Linked DNA regions of Rattus norvegicus: region 2 is linked to region 1. A link is a contact called in public Hi-C data. All regions are on one chromosome and are shown on one strand. The core of a region is the stretch at or near the end of the contact, and the rest is flanking DNA. Distances in the headings are between cores, read along the strand shown. Region 1 has its middle 14 kb from the start of Sec61g. Region 2 holds the start of Pno1 (partner of NOB1 homolog).

Region 1 (4,794 bases), core at 916-3,415:
CTAATCCTATATCCGATATCGGCTAATATCCAATATATATTAAGAACTTAAGAAGTTAGACTCCAGAAAACCAAATAACCCTAGTTAAAAAATGGGTTACAGAGTTAAACAAAGAATTCTTAACTGAGGAGTCTTGAATGGCTGTGAAGCACCTAAAGAAATGTTCAACAGGTTGGGGATTTAGCTCAGTGGTAGAGCAAGGCCCTGGGTTCTGTCCCCAGCTCAAAAAAATGTTCAATATCTTTAGACATCAGGGAAATGTAAATCAAAATAACCTTGAGATTCCACCTCACACTAGTCAGAATGGCTAAGATCAAAAATTCAGGTAGATGCTGGTGAGAAGAAAGAGGCACACCCCTCCTTTGCTGGTGGGATTGTAAGTTGGTACAACCACTCTGGAAATCAGTCTGGCAGTTCCTCAGAAAATTGGACATAGTTCCACCTGAGGACCCAGCTACAGCATTCCTGGGCATATACCCAAAAGACGCTCCAACATATAACAAGGACACATGCTCCACTATGATCAGCCTTATTTTTCATAGCCAGAAGCTGGAAACAACACAGATTTCCCTCAACAGAGGAATAGATATAGAAAATATACATTTACACAATGGAGTACTACTCAGCTATTTAAAAAATGGCTTCATGAAATTCTTAGGCACATGGATGGAACTTGAAAATATAATCCTGAGTGAGGTAACCCAGTCACAAAAGAACACACATGGTATGCACTCACTGATAAGTGGATATTAGGCAAAAAGTTCAGAATACCCATGATACAACTCACAGAGCGTATGAAGCTCAAGACAAAGGAAGACCAAAGTGTGGATGCTTGAGTACTACTTAGAAGGAGTAACAAAATAATCACGGGAAGTAGAAGGTAGGAGGGCTTGGGAGGAAGGGGGAGGGGGCAGAACCAGGTGTGGGAGGAGATGGAGGAGGGTAGGAAATTGATCAGAAGTGTGTAGCATTCGAAGTCTTATGTTGCTGGTTGTGAGTTGTAGACACTTGTAGCTCCCTAAACGTATAACTTTTAGGAGTGTGCCTTTCATTATAACTAGTTATTGGCTTACTATGCAATGCATAACATTGTAGTTTTGGTTATTATCTGTCTTAGTTAGGTTAGTATTTCTGTGGTGAAACACCATGACCAAAAGCAAACTGGGGAGGAAAGGTTTTATGTGGCTTACATTTTCCCATCACCTTTCATAGGTGGAAGAAATTAGGACAGGAACCCAAGCAGGGCAGGGGGCGCTCCTGTAGGCAGGAGCTACTGCAAAGGCCATGGAAGAATGCTGCTTACTGTTTCCCAATGGCTTGCACAGCCATTCTTATAAAACCTGTGACCATCAGTCCAAGGGGGGTACCATCCACACCAAGCTGCACTTTGTCCCATCAGTGACTAATTAAGAAAATGTCCTACAGGCAGAGCCTTTTCTCAGTTGAGGTTTCTTCCTCTCTAAGGACTCCAGCTTGTGTCAAGTTAACATAAATCCAGCCACCACAGCAGTGGTTTACAATAGCCTATTGATTGACAGACTATGTACGTGTATAAAAAATGTCATAAACTCATCATTTTGTGTACTTAGCATAATTAGCAAACAAAAACATTATGTACATGTACTTGTGTTATTTAGTTTGAATCTTAAGACAAAAATTAAGATCCGCAGTAGGGAACGACATTAAACGTTAAAAGAACCGTGGTGATGCATGTTTTTTATATGAAGTATCTGGAAAAGACACCAGATGGCGATGTTACACCAAGAAAATGCACAGGAATGCTGTTGCTGTATCCAAACCTTCCTGGAGGCTGAAGGTGAGTCCCTAGACTGAATCCCCTCCATGCTCTTTCCCAAGTGACTTTGGAAGCCATTTCTAGACTTGGAGTTGCTATCTCCAATCAATAACTATCATTTAAATGTCTCAAGAGCACATTAAGAACGTTCTCTTTTCAGCTATCACTAATACAGTCGGAAAGTACAGCAGTTTGCTATCAGAACAATATTTGCGACCATGGACGCTCATGTCTACTGAATGTTAACTCAGTGAGTCCACTGTGAAATATCACCCTAATTTTTAAAAGTGTGTTTGAAACCCTCTAGAATACCCGATTTTGTGTTTCAGATAGTCATACATAGAGGGCAGTGCAGGATCATGAATCTCCTTACACGCTGGCGTGGGAAAGACGGAGGGACTGACTCTAAGTTTATGCGCCTCTAACAGTTTGGTCATCTATGAAGGGACACATAGTCAGGTTGTTAGGGAGAACCAAGAAACGTTCATTTACTAAGTGCTACAGACGAAAAGAAAAATGGATCCATTTCCCAAGCTATCTATTTGATTCAGAATCGTTTTCTTTAAAACATTACTTCTCAGCAATGGCAAAGATGTTTCTATCTTAATTAACTTAACTGAAGATAACTATGGTCTCTGCGGCCACCTGTAGGCGACAATAGGAAGGCATCAGAAGAAACCACAGGCAAACAAGCCAAGAGGAGGGGTACATCTTTTGTCCTCAGAGTATTCTGGTCTGTGCCACATAAAGGGACAGAGCTCATACCCTAACCATCACTGTAGGGACTTAAAGCAGTCAGTAGCAGAGTTCAGCAAAGCCAGACTGATGGACAGTGGCAAGAGAAAAATCCAGAAAAGGACCTTTGGCCTATGCATTTAAAGCCCAATTTCGATGTGATCCCTGTACTAACAGTTGCTCAGCGGCCAAGGCCAGATGATGGAATTAATGATACATTTTACTGTTTGAGTCTCTGGGCTGTGGGGCTTATGGCGCTCCAGGATACAGACTCGGCCTGCTCTGAATATTGTGCATAATTCTTTGAGCTTGTTCCCAAGTGGCTCTGAGGTCTAATTTGCTCTTCTAAAAGATGAAGGAAGCCACATCCTTCTCACGGGATTGTTGGTAAGATTAACAGATGCCCTGTGTAGGTACTGGCACTTAAGGCTTCATTATGCGATTAGCTTGTGTCCCTCGTCTCTTTTGTGGTTACCTGCAATCCTGTGACTAATTCTCTGCTTCTGAGATAAACTCCAGTGGCAAGCCTCCAAGTGAGCTCAGGGCTCTGGTCCCAAAGGTTTATAGGTATGCTCCTCGCAAGCTTTCCTCGTGTTTTCTGTCGTTCTTTTTGAATCGGGATTGAAGACTAAATTCTGCCCATTGCTTTCAGCAACAATAGTTTGCTAAATCTTCCCAAGGGGGAGCCTTTGTATGTCTGCACCCGGTGATAAACTGGAAGGTAAGAACTTCCCAAGGATATCTCAGAATCGCGTGCCTTTCTTAAACATTGGTCTCTAGGGCTTCCAATGTGCATGATTATATGCTAATCTTCATGTCCCAGCCCCTTACATATCTCAGTAGTCACCTGGGCACGGTATTATGTGGTTGCGTACACGAGTCATTAAAATGCCTCTACTCCCTCGGCTACTGTGGATTTTGACCATCCCTGCTAGGCTCGTGTTCCCAAATGTTGGTGCCAGAGGAAGACTGGTGAACTTTTAACACGTGGAGCCTAGAAGAAGGAAGTGAGGTCAGTTACGTGAAAGGCATTATGGGAGCCCATTCTCTTCCTTCGCCTCTGGTTGAATCCTGGCCTTGACATGATCCGCTTTGCTCCATAAACATATTTGTTGAATGATGCACTATCTTATCTCAGGCCTGAAGCCAGCTTATCATAGACCAAAAGTATGAGAAGCAAAACAAAACCATATAAATTGATTCTCTCACATATTTCTTACAATAAAAGGAGAGCAAATGTACTCTGTCCAACGTCATCTATGATTCTTCTTGTTTCCTTCCCCTATCACCCAGCTGGTGGCCAACCGGAAGTTCTAACCCGTCAGCTCCCATACCTTCTCCTGCCTTCAGCACTGCAGCATCCTCCTGTTTGGTTTCTCTCTGTTCATGTACCACTCTACCAGGCTTTTCTCTCCCAGGTCCAGACGTAAACTTTTAAATATGCTGCTGAATCTGGAGTCCTTCACTTTAGCTTCTCCCACAACTTCTTCTTTTTTTTTTTTTTTTCCGGAGCTGAGGACGGAACCCAGGGCCTTGCGCTTGCTAGGCAAGTGCTCTACCACTGAGCTAAATCCCCAACCCCTTCCCACAACTTCTTATTGTGGCTAACTTAAAATCTGTCCCTGTGGACCCTCCCTACTTCCCCTCATTCCCTTTCAGTCACTGTTGTCCCGTTTTTATTTTCTATTTAATACAACGCATCTTCCCACCCAAACCTCTATACTTACTTCTTTCTTTAACTGCCCATTTGTCTTCTCTTATTCCTGACTTAATTTATTTCTGTTTCCTAAATAGAGTTCTCTCTGGTTGTCCTCAATAAAATCATCCCAACTGACCCCAACCTTCTGTAAACTACTGTATGGTTTTGTTTCCTTCACAGCATTTAACGATAATAGAAAATATGCTTATTTGTTTCAGCATGAAGAAGTTGACACAAGATAAAGTTTAGTATTCAAAAGCATTCAGAGAAGAGTATATTTTGCACATGCCCTGACCCCTTTGTTAGTTATTAAAGATTAGTCTACACATATGATGGTCTTAATGCCTTAGCCACAATGCCAGTAAAAACCACTGTCTCAAGGTGTTCTATGCCTATGTAGAAGAAATATCTGTAAAGTACCTGTTTGGAGAAGTGGCTTTGTTGTTTAAAAAAAAAAAAAAAAAAGCACTGTCAAAATCTACAGAGCTTCCAGGGACTAAGCCACTACCTAAAGACTATACATGGACTGACCCTGGACTCTGTCCCCATAGGTAGCAATGAATAT
Region 2 (4,794 bases), core at 1,105-3,604, 690 kb after region 1:
AGGAGGGCATTTCAACAAAATACACATACTAGAAATGGTATTTCTACTATAATTTCCTTCACCATCAGCCACCCTCCCCCAATATTGTAGCACACCCCCCCCCCCTTTGTATGTGATAAAGCACTCTTTAATTTGCATGAGAGCCGGGCAGTTCTATGCACACCCTCTCAAGTGACTAAACATACTGACAGGTCCAGGGTAGTGGCAACCTTCTCCTAGCACACCCCAAGGGCTCACACCCATTCTGCACTCTTTTAAACGTTCAGACGGGTCCACCTTGCCTCTCCATCAAGGCAGCCTCTCTCCAAGAGTCCTGACACGTTCTGCTGGAAAGGACTATTTATATGCTGTTGTTTCCCAAACCAACAAGTCTAGTTCTGACTCTTTGCATGCCTGGTTCTGAGGAAATCAAGAACAGCTTGAGTAGGAATCCTGTTCACAAGTGCTTACTTGAGCTGCAGAAATTACTGTTATCCTAGGATGCCCACCACTGTAAATAATATGCCACTCACATCTAGCTCTAAGCATCACCTTGACAGCCTTGAGTGTTATATAACGCAAACACGAATGAGGAAATTAAGGAACTAAAAGCACAAATCTAACTTCCAAAATACTACTTTGGGTCTTGCACACAGATTCACAATCATTTGAAGAGACTACACACTTGGCAAGTTTAGAAGCATAGAGGACTGTGTTCAGATTTTCACACCCAAAAAGTCCCCAGCAGGACATGGCAGCACACGCCTTCAGTCCCCACACCCTTCAGATCTCTCTACAGAGTGAAATCTCAAGAGAAAAACAAAGAGAAAACAACAACAAAGCCGAGACTCTGGTTCTCACTCTTGGCAAATCCCATAAATATGTAGGATTTAAGTTTTTTCACCTATAAAATATGTCAGAGTAGAAGATCATGAATGGTCCCTTCTAGCACTAGGATGCAATTAGCTTGATAACTCTGGCTAAGGCAGTAAATTTCTTAACCTTCTCTTCCTAATCCTCTGGTATGGATGTCTATCACCCATGTCATACCTTAAGGATCAAATGATGTGGTATAGGTCAAGCTACCTCTGTGCGTCTGATGTACGGTATCAGCAAATCGGTATTAGCAAATACTAAGAATACAAACTAATGAGCCTGCAATAAACAAGGCAGCTAAGTACAATAGAAATGGATAAACTTCTAAAGAGAGCTTGAGTTAGATCTTGAAAGCTGACTGGACCTGAAGAAGACAGCTGAGAAAGTGGCCTTCTCCAGAGAGCAAAGCCACCAAAGATACTGGCAGAAAAAAAAATGGGGGGGGCGGGGGGGGGGACGCACAACTGGATCTCCTACTTGAAAGGCAGGCTTAGCCAAGTGTCTGGCTTCTATCCCTTAGAAACGCTGAGGATCCTAGAATATCATATTAGAAGCATTATGATATGGGAAAATTAATTTCGTATTGACACAGATCTACTGAAGAAAAAAAGAGACTTAATTTACATTTTCCCTGTGACACACGTTTGCTCCAAAAAGAGCACTTACACTGAAGTAGGTACCTGCAGTTAACCCCTTACTGATGTACATCCGTGGACCATTCTCTACTTTTATCAAGTCAACACAGAGAAGACACTCAAAAGGATACACAATATTCAGGAGTGATCTTACAAGCGATTTAGGAATGCAGTCAACACCTGTTTTGAATGTAGTTTTGAGGGTATTTAGTTAATTTGAAATTCACTATAGTAAAACGGGGGTTGGGGGACGCTTAACAGAATAACTCTACGAAGGAAAAAAATGCACTCATTTATTTTAGTTTTGAAGGGGAAAATTCGGTAGGTTAAAAAGGATAAGCCCTTTTCCTTACCCTTATTTCTACATTCCTTGATTTCAGGTTAAAGCGTATCTGAAGTCCTAAATGTTCAACAATCGGGGTAAATATCTTCATCCAGTTTTCTTTTAATGGTGTGTATCTGTTAGCTGGGACGGGAATTTTTCTCGTTTCTTCTTTCCCAGTCTGCAATAAAAACAAACACACACTCAGAAGGCGAGTGGAGAGATGCGGGCTGGAAAGGTGAAAACCGAGAATAGACCCTTTCGTCTGCCTGGGCCCCGCCCCGTCCCATCCGGATCCCCACCAGGAGCTGATCTCCCGAGAGCGGCGGGAAGACCGGCCTCTTCGCCGGCCGCGCCTCCTCCGTGTCCATGCGTCCAGCGTCTCCATCCTGTCCCGCCGCTGACGATTGCTCAGCCTGTCGCTTCTTCGCCCGGCGGCCCCCTCTGTGCGTGACGGGAGTAAAGCCGTCCTCCGTCCCGGTGTTTTGCGTCTCCATCTCGGCCATGTTCAACCCGGATAAGTGCAACCACTGGAACACGTGCGAGGTTGTGCCGCGCATGCGCCAGCCTCCACCAATCAATTTGAAGGCTCCGCCCCTTTTCCGAGGCGGGGTCCATGCGGGGGGCCTAGGGCAGGATTGGTCCGCGGTTCGGAATGGCTGCCCTAGAATATGCCTGTTTGCTAATGTCTCCGTGCCGTCTCGCGCTCGCAGCCAAAGCATTCACATTCTCTAATGTGTCTATGTGAAAACGTTGTGGTAAAGGCGGTAAATCAGCTTGTGCCGTGTGTGGAGAAGTATCTGGTGCGGTCTCAGCAGCTCACCCGGCATTTTCGGAGGCAGCCAAGCCCAGCTTGCTAAGGCGTCCGGGTTGAGTGCGGCTAGGGAGGGACAAACTGCCCCTGAGATGTTTGCAGTTTGGTTACCAGGTTAGCGTTTGGCTGCTTCTGCACCATGTCCACCTTCGAGAAGCCTCAGATCATTGTCCATATTCAAAAGGGCCTCAACTATACAGTGTTCGACTGCAAATGGGTGCCCTGCAGTGCCAAATTCGTGACGATGGGCAACTTCGCCCGGGGCACCGGCGTTATCCAGGTGTACGAGATCCAGCGCGGGGACCTAAAGCTGCTGCGGGAGGTGGGTGCAGGCTTGGATCTGTTTGGGTTTGCGTGGGTCTGCATCTCTCTTTGCCACAGCAGAAACAGAAAGGAGATTACAGATTGAGGAATACTTCAGAGTTAAAACTTTAACATCCCAAAATCTCCTTGCAGAGCTAGTACCTCGGCTCACTGCCAGCCTCTGCCTCTCGCCATTCTCGGTGCAGTCGATTGCAGGGTTTCTGGGAAGCCAAGTGGACATTGCTTGGCAACGTTCGAGGACCATTTAGGCTGTTGGCAATTGTTGTAGTCTACTAGTAGGTCTATGTAATAAACCCACGTGCCATGCCAGCAGAACCAAATGAGGCACCAGCAGGAGACCTACCACGAAGTTGGTGAAGACTAGTAAATACCCCATTCTTTCACAAAGTGTCAGTTCAATGCCTGGTAAGGCCCAGACATGGGAATTGCAATGCCAACGATCTTACGGAATTTATTTTCTGTTGGGGGAGACAGTCAAACAGCCAGACCAAGGATGCATAATGTAAATCAAGATGAGTTTTCTAATACACAGGTCTGTGAAAGTAAAAACAGATTTAGGATGAGTAGTAAGCAACTAAGGCAAATGCAGAGTAGAATATGACGTTTCCAGAAGAAACAACATGAGATAGTGGTGGAAGATCGTTATCTTTTAAAAAACAAAAACCCAAGCTGGAAGTGGTATTGCACAACTTTAATCGCAGCGTTCGGGGGTAGAAGCAAGAGAATTTCAGTTTGAGACCCTGTTTGCAGCGATCACAACCCCTGTTAAAAAAAAATTACCATACACATATAAAAGGGGTAAGTAGGGACCATTGCAAGATCTGTAAGACATTTAACAGATTTGTCCTTTTTTTTTCTTTAAGAAAAGCAGGACACCACTGAAGAACTTTTAGGAGGATAATGAATGACCAGATTACAGGTTTTGTAAAAGGCTGCCAGGTAGCCAATTACAGAATGGTGACAGTAATTGACATTTTCCCCCTTCCTTCCCCTCTCCTCCCCTCCTTTCTCCTTCCCTTTCCTGTACATGTTTTTTGTTTTTTTTTTTCCCTGCATGTATCTGTGTGTACCATATGCAAGTGCACCTGGTGTCCCAGGAGGCCGTAAGAAGGTATTGGATGCGCTGGAATGGAGTTCCGGTGGTTGTGAGTTACCTTGCGGGCCATTCTGCTCTTAATCACCAGGTTGTGTCTTCAGCCCACACTGTTCACGCTTTAAAACTCTTTCTTTCCTTTCTTTCCGAGATGGGTGTTTTCTGTTATCCAGTTGGCCTCAAACTGTTAAACCAGCTTCTCAGGGGGCTGGGATTCAGGCCTGGAGCCACAGTGCTGAGTTGTGGCTAAGGAACAATTTTATAGTTCCTTAAGGTTTTCAGAATGTTTCTATTTGGGTTGACTGAAACAGATAACAGTTTGTTGTTGAGGTGCTGAGAGTTGATAAGAAACTAGGGCAAGTAGGAGATAAATAAACTTGCATGGCAAGCTATGTGTTCCTTCCCTGAGCTTTGCTGAGAGCCTGTTTTCTGGTTTAGTTCCAACTCTATAGCCAGGCATTGGACTTGGAGATTCTAAACATGGTTTGATGCTTCCCGCCTTGCCTTGTGTTCCTCACTGCTTAACGCGCAGTCAACTCTTGCCAGTCCAGGGGCCAGTTCGGATTATCTGATCTCTGCTCAAGGAACCTTTCAGTACATTCCACTCCTATAATACTGACTGTCTGTGGCAGAAATAAACAGTCTGCCGCATAAGCCAGAAAGCAGTGCCTTCTCCTGTGCTTTGTAAAGACCAGTCTCTCAGTACACATTCATTCAAAGAATGAAGACTGAATGAACCTGAGACCCAGTT

What was found. A called contact is a pair of places that touch in the nucleus more often than the background predicts.
Region 2: a contact with region 1 is called in a Hi-C map of the A7r5 cell line, with 6 times the contacts expected there. The contact joins the promoter of Pno1 here to the enhancer-like site in region 1. A contact is called at or near these places in 2 of 12 Hi-C or Micro-C datasets (the A7r5 cell line and frontal cortex).

The regions. Positions count from the first base shown.
Region 1 is chr14:95,130,911-95,135,704 of GRCr8, forward strand. No RefSeq gene overlaps it. Among named protein-coding and RNA genes, the nearest start is that of Sec61g, 14 kb to the left of the region's middle. Within about 2 kb of position 2,166, at least 24 of the 93 cell types and tissues checked have an H3K27ac peak or open chromatin away from gene starts, as enhancers often do. A contact at or near this core is called in the A7r5 cell line, where this site is marked.
Region 2 is chr14:95,817,549-95,822,342 of GRCr8, forward strand. It overlaps Pno1 (partner of NOB1 homolog), which reads right to left and starts at 2,355. Exons shown (of 7, transcript NM_199083.2): 1 at 2,115-2,355; 2 at 1,844-1,993. The coding sequence starts at 2,318. It overlaps Dnaaf10 (dynein axonemal assembly factor 10), which reads left to right and starts at 2,724. Exons shown (of 8, transcript NM_001127559.2): 1 at 2,724-2,948. The coding sequence starts at 2,766.